Regions from separate parts of the Sus scrofa genome. Here region 2 is linked to region 1. Evidence: chromatin contacts called from public promoter capture Hi-C data. All regions are on one chromosome and are shown on one strand. Each heading gives the region's core, a stretch centred on a gene start, on an enhancer-like site or on the middle of the called end of the contact. The rest is flanking DNA. Distances are from core to core; before and after follow the strand shown.

Region 1 (2,700 bases), core at 8-2,507:
GGTTCTGAGAAGCTATCAGCTAAACTCTAAATCTTTACATGTGGACACACCTTTTAAGGAAAAAGGGCTACATGTTTTACCACATAGTTTCTTTTGAGAACCCTATTGCAGAAGAGCAGGGCCACCCGGTATAGAGCTAAGGAAGCCAGCTCACTGTTGGTACTTTATTTCTAGTGCTTGCGGCAGAGGCCAGGCACACAAATACTCTATAAATTTCTGCAGAATGAATGAATGAATGAATGAATGCCACCCGTAAGAGAAGGTGGTGGTTCAAATCCCTTTCTTCCCTTTTTTCAGCCTCTCCAGGCCCAGTTCTCTCACCCACTGTGGAATAATGCATATGAAACACTAAAGCACGCTAGGAACTCTACGAACATCCTGGGCCAGCTACGCTGGGTCCCTCCTACACACCTGTCCTCGGCGATGAAACCGAAGGGCCCTTTCTCCAAACACAACGCACAACACCCAGCCCTCTGCACCGAGCATCAGGGAAGCGGCCTGAAACCCAGTAGGATCCCCCGGCCCAGCCCCACCCTCCCATCCCACAGGCCGGGACTGCGCTCTCCCGGTCACTCCGCCCCACCGCCCCAGACGCAAGCCCCGCGGGACCCTCCGCCGAAAGCGACCCCGCACGGGTGGCCGAGGCGGGGATGCAACGCCCCGCCCGGGGCCAGAGCTCAGCCTGGGGGCCTCGTCCCCGACGCCCTGCAGGAAGGCGGCCGGAGGGCTGGCCCACGCCCGCCGTCTCCGCTAGCCCCCACAGGTGGCCCCAGCGCCCGCCGCACGGGAACTCACCTTCTCGCCGCCGCCTCCGACTCTAGAGACACGTAGCACAAGAGTCCGCACACAGACGCCCACCGGAACCGGAAGCCGGGCTCGGCTACCGCCCGCTCACCTCTCCGTTCATTGGCCCATTGGAGCGACGTCAGCGCGCAGCCGCAGTAGGACGCCTCGGCCTCTCTCGCTGACGGGCACGCACAGTGTGGCCAACGCTCCGGGTGCAGCGTGGGCGGGGCGTGCTCCTAGGCCCTCCGCCGGGTGGGCGCCAGACCCAACCCCACCGACCCACCGCCGGCTCCGGCTCCAGAGACAAGTAACACAAGAGTACGCAGACGCCCACCGGAACCGGAAGCCGGCCCGGCTACCACCCGCCCACCCCTCCGTTTCATTGGCCCATTGGAGCGACGTGGGCGCGCAGGCGCAGTCGGACGCCTAGGCCCTGCTCTCGGACCTGCGCACGGAGTGCGGCTGAGGCCCCGGGGGCGGTGTGGGCGGGGCACGGGTGGGGCACGCTCGCAGGCCCTCCCTTGACCGCGGGTCGTGGGGCGGGGCGTGCTCGCAGGCCCTCCCACTGTGGGCGGGGCGTGCTCGCGGGCCCTCCGCAGTGTGGGCAGGTCGGGGGCCGGGGCACGCGTGGCCTGGCCTGCTCACGGCTGGTTGCTTCTCGATCGGGTCACCTTTGCTGGAAGGCCCAGCGGTCGGGCCATTGGCTCCTATGGGCTTCGTCGCGGGCGGTGACTTTTTGTATTTAATTTTACTTAAATTTTTTTTTTTTGTCTTTTTTTTTTTTTGCCATTTCTTGGGCCGCTCCCGCGGCCTATGGAGGGTCCCAGGCTAGGGGTCGAATCGGAGCTGTAGCCGCCGGCCTACGCCAGAGCCACAGCAACGCGTATTTAATTTTATTAGTCGAAGTGAAACTATAAGCAACGTGGTGTTTTCTATGACAGACCTAACGGGAGACGGTCTCCCACCCCAAACCTGGCCTTCCTCCGTGCCGTCCTGGGACTTCCGCTGGGCTGAGGCCGTCATTTGGGGTTCTCTGGATTTGCACTGGGGACTTAGAACAACATGTGTGTGTTATGTGTGGATTTGCAGACACGGACACAAGGTGGTCACTGGTGAACTTGTCAGCCTGTGATCCTGTGTTTTTAAAATGAAAAGCTCTTTTGACCATTATTTATCGAGCATCTACTGTGTATAACGCTCTACTAGGTGTTCTGGATAAGCCAGACTTGTCATACCCTCCTATCATGGTCTTGTAAGGGAACGCGCAGGGTAGGGAGGGGAACAAGAGAACAAAATGATTATGAAGGAAGCTACATGGCAACTAAAGAGGGGGTTGTGGAGAGGGCGGAATCAAGGTCACTGCAGGCCTCTCCGCAGATGTCACCTGGGCTAAAGGCCTAGGAATGAGGAGTAACTCAGACACGCCAGTCTGTCCAGAAAAGTCTTAACATTCTTAAAACTGAGGCAGAGTTCCCTATGAATTTTGCCATCAGTATGGACCACCCTCAGGACAGTGTGTGGACACTCTGTAAAATATAGATTCCTGACCCAACCCACTCAATCAGACTATCTGGACGTGTAGATATTAGAAACTTTACTTTAGGAACTGACGCTTTCACACATGTGAACTCAGCACTCAGCTGGTCCTGAACTGCCTTTATTCCTGTGGTGCCCTGGTCATGCTCCTTTGTTAGGCTAAGAGAAGATGTGTGTCACAGACCCCTGCTTTGAAAAATTTCTACTCTGCTTCAATCCCAACACATCCTGTAGTCAAATATCCTGTGAAGTAAGTGTCCACAGGCTCCAGTGTTTTTCTGTGACATGGAACAAAAACCTGAAATCATTTCATCACATACCTGGAAAACCTCGGCTCTTACCTGGAAAGAAAGCTATGTCCATCGCCCCAACATACTT
Region 2 (2,700 bases), core at 129-2,628, 270 kb after region 1:
GGGACTCCTGAAGGGGGCACGGACGGCACCCCAACTCAGCTCTAAAAGCCTGGCTCAGCCCCCCCCCCCCCGCCACCCCCTGCTCAGATGGGCCCAGATGCCTTCTGGTCTAGCCGCTGCCAGGCCGCCCACGACCACGTGAGCAGCAGCGGGGCTCCGCCTCTGGGGGTGCTGGGGAGGAAGGACACGATGCATTGCTGGACCCAGGCCAGAATTCCCCAGATTTCCCCCAGACCAAGTCCTGGTGAAATTCACCAAGAGTCTGCTGGTGTCAGGTGCTTCGGGTGGCAATTCTCCCCTGTCACTGCCTCTCCCAAGGCCCTGTCTGACAGGTGAAGGTGTGGTGGGACCACAGTTCGTTCATTTGTTTGTTTGTTCCTTCCTTCTTTCTTTTTTGCTTTTCAGGGCCTCATGTGCAACATATGAAGGTTCCCAGGGTAGGGGTCGAATTGGAGCTGTAGCCACCGGCCTACACCAGAGCCACACCGGATCGGAACCACATCTGCGACCTACACCACAGCTCACAGCAACGCTGGATCCTTAACCCATTCAGCGAGGCCAGGGATCGAACCCACACCCTCATGGATACTAGTCGAGTTTGTTTCCACTGAGCCACAACGAGAACTCTAGGGACCGAAGTTCTTAGCCAGACCGAAGTTTTCACACAGCACCGGTGGTCGGAACCAGCCTGGCCTTAAGGCGGAGGGTGTGTGGGGGCGGGTGGAAGGACAGGTACTGGGAGCACCCGTTTGTTTTCAGAAGAAGACCCTGGCCTTGGCCCTCTCCTGCAGTGATTGCTCCCTTGTTTCGATTTCTGTTGTCATTTGCCTTGGGTTTTTTGGGAGAGTCGGGGGAGTGGCTGTTTGTGGGTTTGAGTTTTTTTCTAACGCTCATGAGTAAACCAGCTTCAGTGTGTGTATATTTAGAGAGATGGCCTTGAAACACACTTGTGCATTAGAGGCTGATTTTTTTAAAACATGGGTAACAGGAGAAGAACAAATTTAAAGGGACATTCAAACCATTTTGGGAGGGAGCACTGATGGGCACACAGAAGCCACTTTTCTGTTTGCAGAAAAGGTCCTTCCCCCCCATTCTGGATTGGAAATCGTTGATTTCCTCGCAAATTACAGATCTTTTTCAGAATTCTTTTCAATAAGAGAAGAGGGTAATGGTTCTCAGAGACCCTGTAAAGAATCCAGGAAGGATCCCCAGGTGGCCGGGCGGGGGTGGGGGTGGGGGTGGGGGGGGCAATGCCTGAGAAAGTAGAAATGGAGGAAGCCTTGGTTTCTTGGGGGAGCACATTGCGGCACAGGGTGTGGTGACACCAGCGGCCCAAGACCGGCGCTGTGGGCAGCTCCCTCTGCTGGCGGCCCGGGTGGCCTGTCCTCACCTGCTTGGTGGCGTGGAGGTATGGCGACTTCACCTCTTGCCCAGCTGTGTCCCTTCAGCGGCCCTGTGCTGCGTGGCTGGGGACGTCCTATGATTCGTTCCTGTGTGGAGCCATCTCCCCAGCGGGCTGATGTGTTTTTTCAGGGCCCTGAGCACATCTTAATTCATTCTTGGCAACTGTTGTTGTACCATCTTGTTAAATACTGTTTAACTGAAGAAGGGAATGAACAGAGCAGACAGCCTGGTGGCCTCAGGGCAGGTCATGGAGCAGGAGTGGGGTAAACCCCTGCTCCAGCCTGGTGACACCTAAGGCTGCTGGCTCCACAGGGCGGCCCTGCACCAGCTGGTCTGCAGCCTTTGTCCTCAGACAGTGAGTCACAGGACCTGCACCACCCGGGGAGCACAGGGCTGGTGGGGGCGCTGGCTCGGCACTGGCCACTTTCCCACCCAGCGCCTCGGGTGTCGAAGACCTGGAGGCCTGGCGGGAAGCTGCGGGCTGCACCCTGTGCCGCGTCCTGCTGTCCAGCAGGCTGCCGACTGCAGCTGCCCAGGGGTCTGGGACGTTGGACCCACGAGGCCACGCTCCCACCACACACCTCCCTGCCCCTTTCGCACACCAGCTCCCGGCTGGAAAGGGTCGGCCAAGCTGCTTTGACCTGCTGAGTCCTGAGCCCCGTCTCAGGCAGGGGGGTCTCCGGCAGCAGCCCCACTGGGGCATTCTCAGCCCCACTTCCTCCCCCTGCCGTCCTCTGCGCTGGACTCTGTGCTGATCATTTGTGTCCCTCTGTGCTCCACTCCGTCCCCGTGCTTCCTGCACTGCAGGCCCAGCCTGGTCCAGCGGGCCCGCGTGTGGTGAGAGGAACTGGCTCTTCCTGGGCAGGTGATGGGCAGGTCTCAGCAGGAGGCCTCGGACCTGAACACCAGAAGATCAAGGACTACCCTCACCCCTCAGCCCCTGTGGGGCTGGGGCTCTCACCTGAGTAAGCGGCGGAGCTCCAGGGGAGCAGGTGGGAGGCACCCGGGTCACAGTGGGGGCAGAGCTTCCATCCAGCCGCGGTTTGGCCAGTGACTTTTGGAAGGGAAGTAGCCTTACTCACTTCCCAAGTATGCCTGTATGTGGAGACAGAGGCCCCTGCTGGGGGCCTAGAGACTCAGAACCCCCGCAGGGGAGGAGGCGAGGACGCCTGGTGGCTCTAGAAAGGAACAGCCAGACACACAAAAGTCACTCTTGTCATATTTTCACGTAGCGAGACTGTAAACCAAACCCTGCATTCCGTCCTTTCGTTAGTGCGTCCTGCTCTGTGGTCAGCA

The links. Promoter capture Hi-C pulls out the DNA fragments that hold promoters and counts their contacts.
Region 2: a promoter capture Hi-C map of liver shows a contact between it and region 1, with 6 times the contacts expected there. The contact joins the enhancer-like site here to the promoter of SEC61G in region 1. A contact is called at or near these places in 1 of 5 promoter capture datasets (liver), 14 of 47 Hi-C or Micro-C datasets (adipocytes, embryonic fibroblasts, epiblast stem cells and 7 more) and 2 of 2 datasets of contacts at active chromatin or transcription factors (alveolar macrophages and skeletal muscle).

Annotation. Positions count from the first base shown.
Region 1 is chr9:139,134,574-139,137,273 of Sscrofa11.1, forward strand. It overlaps SEC61G (protein transport protein Sec61 subunit gamma), which reads right to left and starts at 1,258. Exons shown (of 4, transcript XM_021063933.1): 1 at 796-1,258.
Region 2 is chr9:139,406,618-139,409,317 of Sscrofa11.1, forward strand. All of the region lies in intron 1 of EGFR (epidermal growth factor receptor), which reads left to right. Among named protein-coding and RNA genes, the nearest start is that of EGFR, 110 kb to the left of the region's middle. Within about 2 kb of position 1,379, at least 20 of the 83 cell types and tissues checked have an H3K27ac peak or open chromatin away from gene starts, as enhancers often do. A contact at or near this core is called in liver and retroperitoneal adipose tissue, where this site is marked.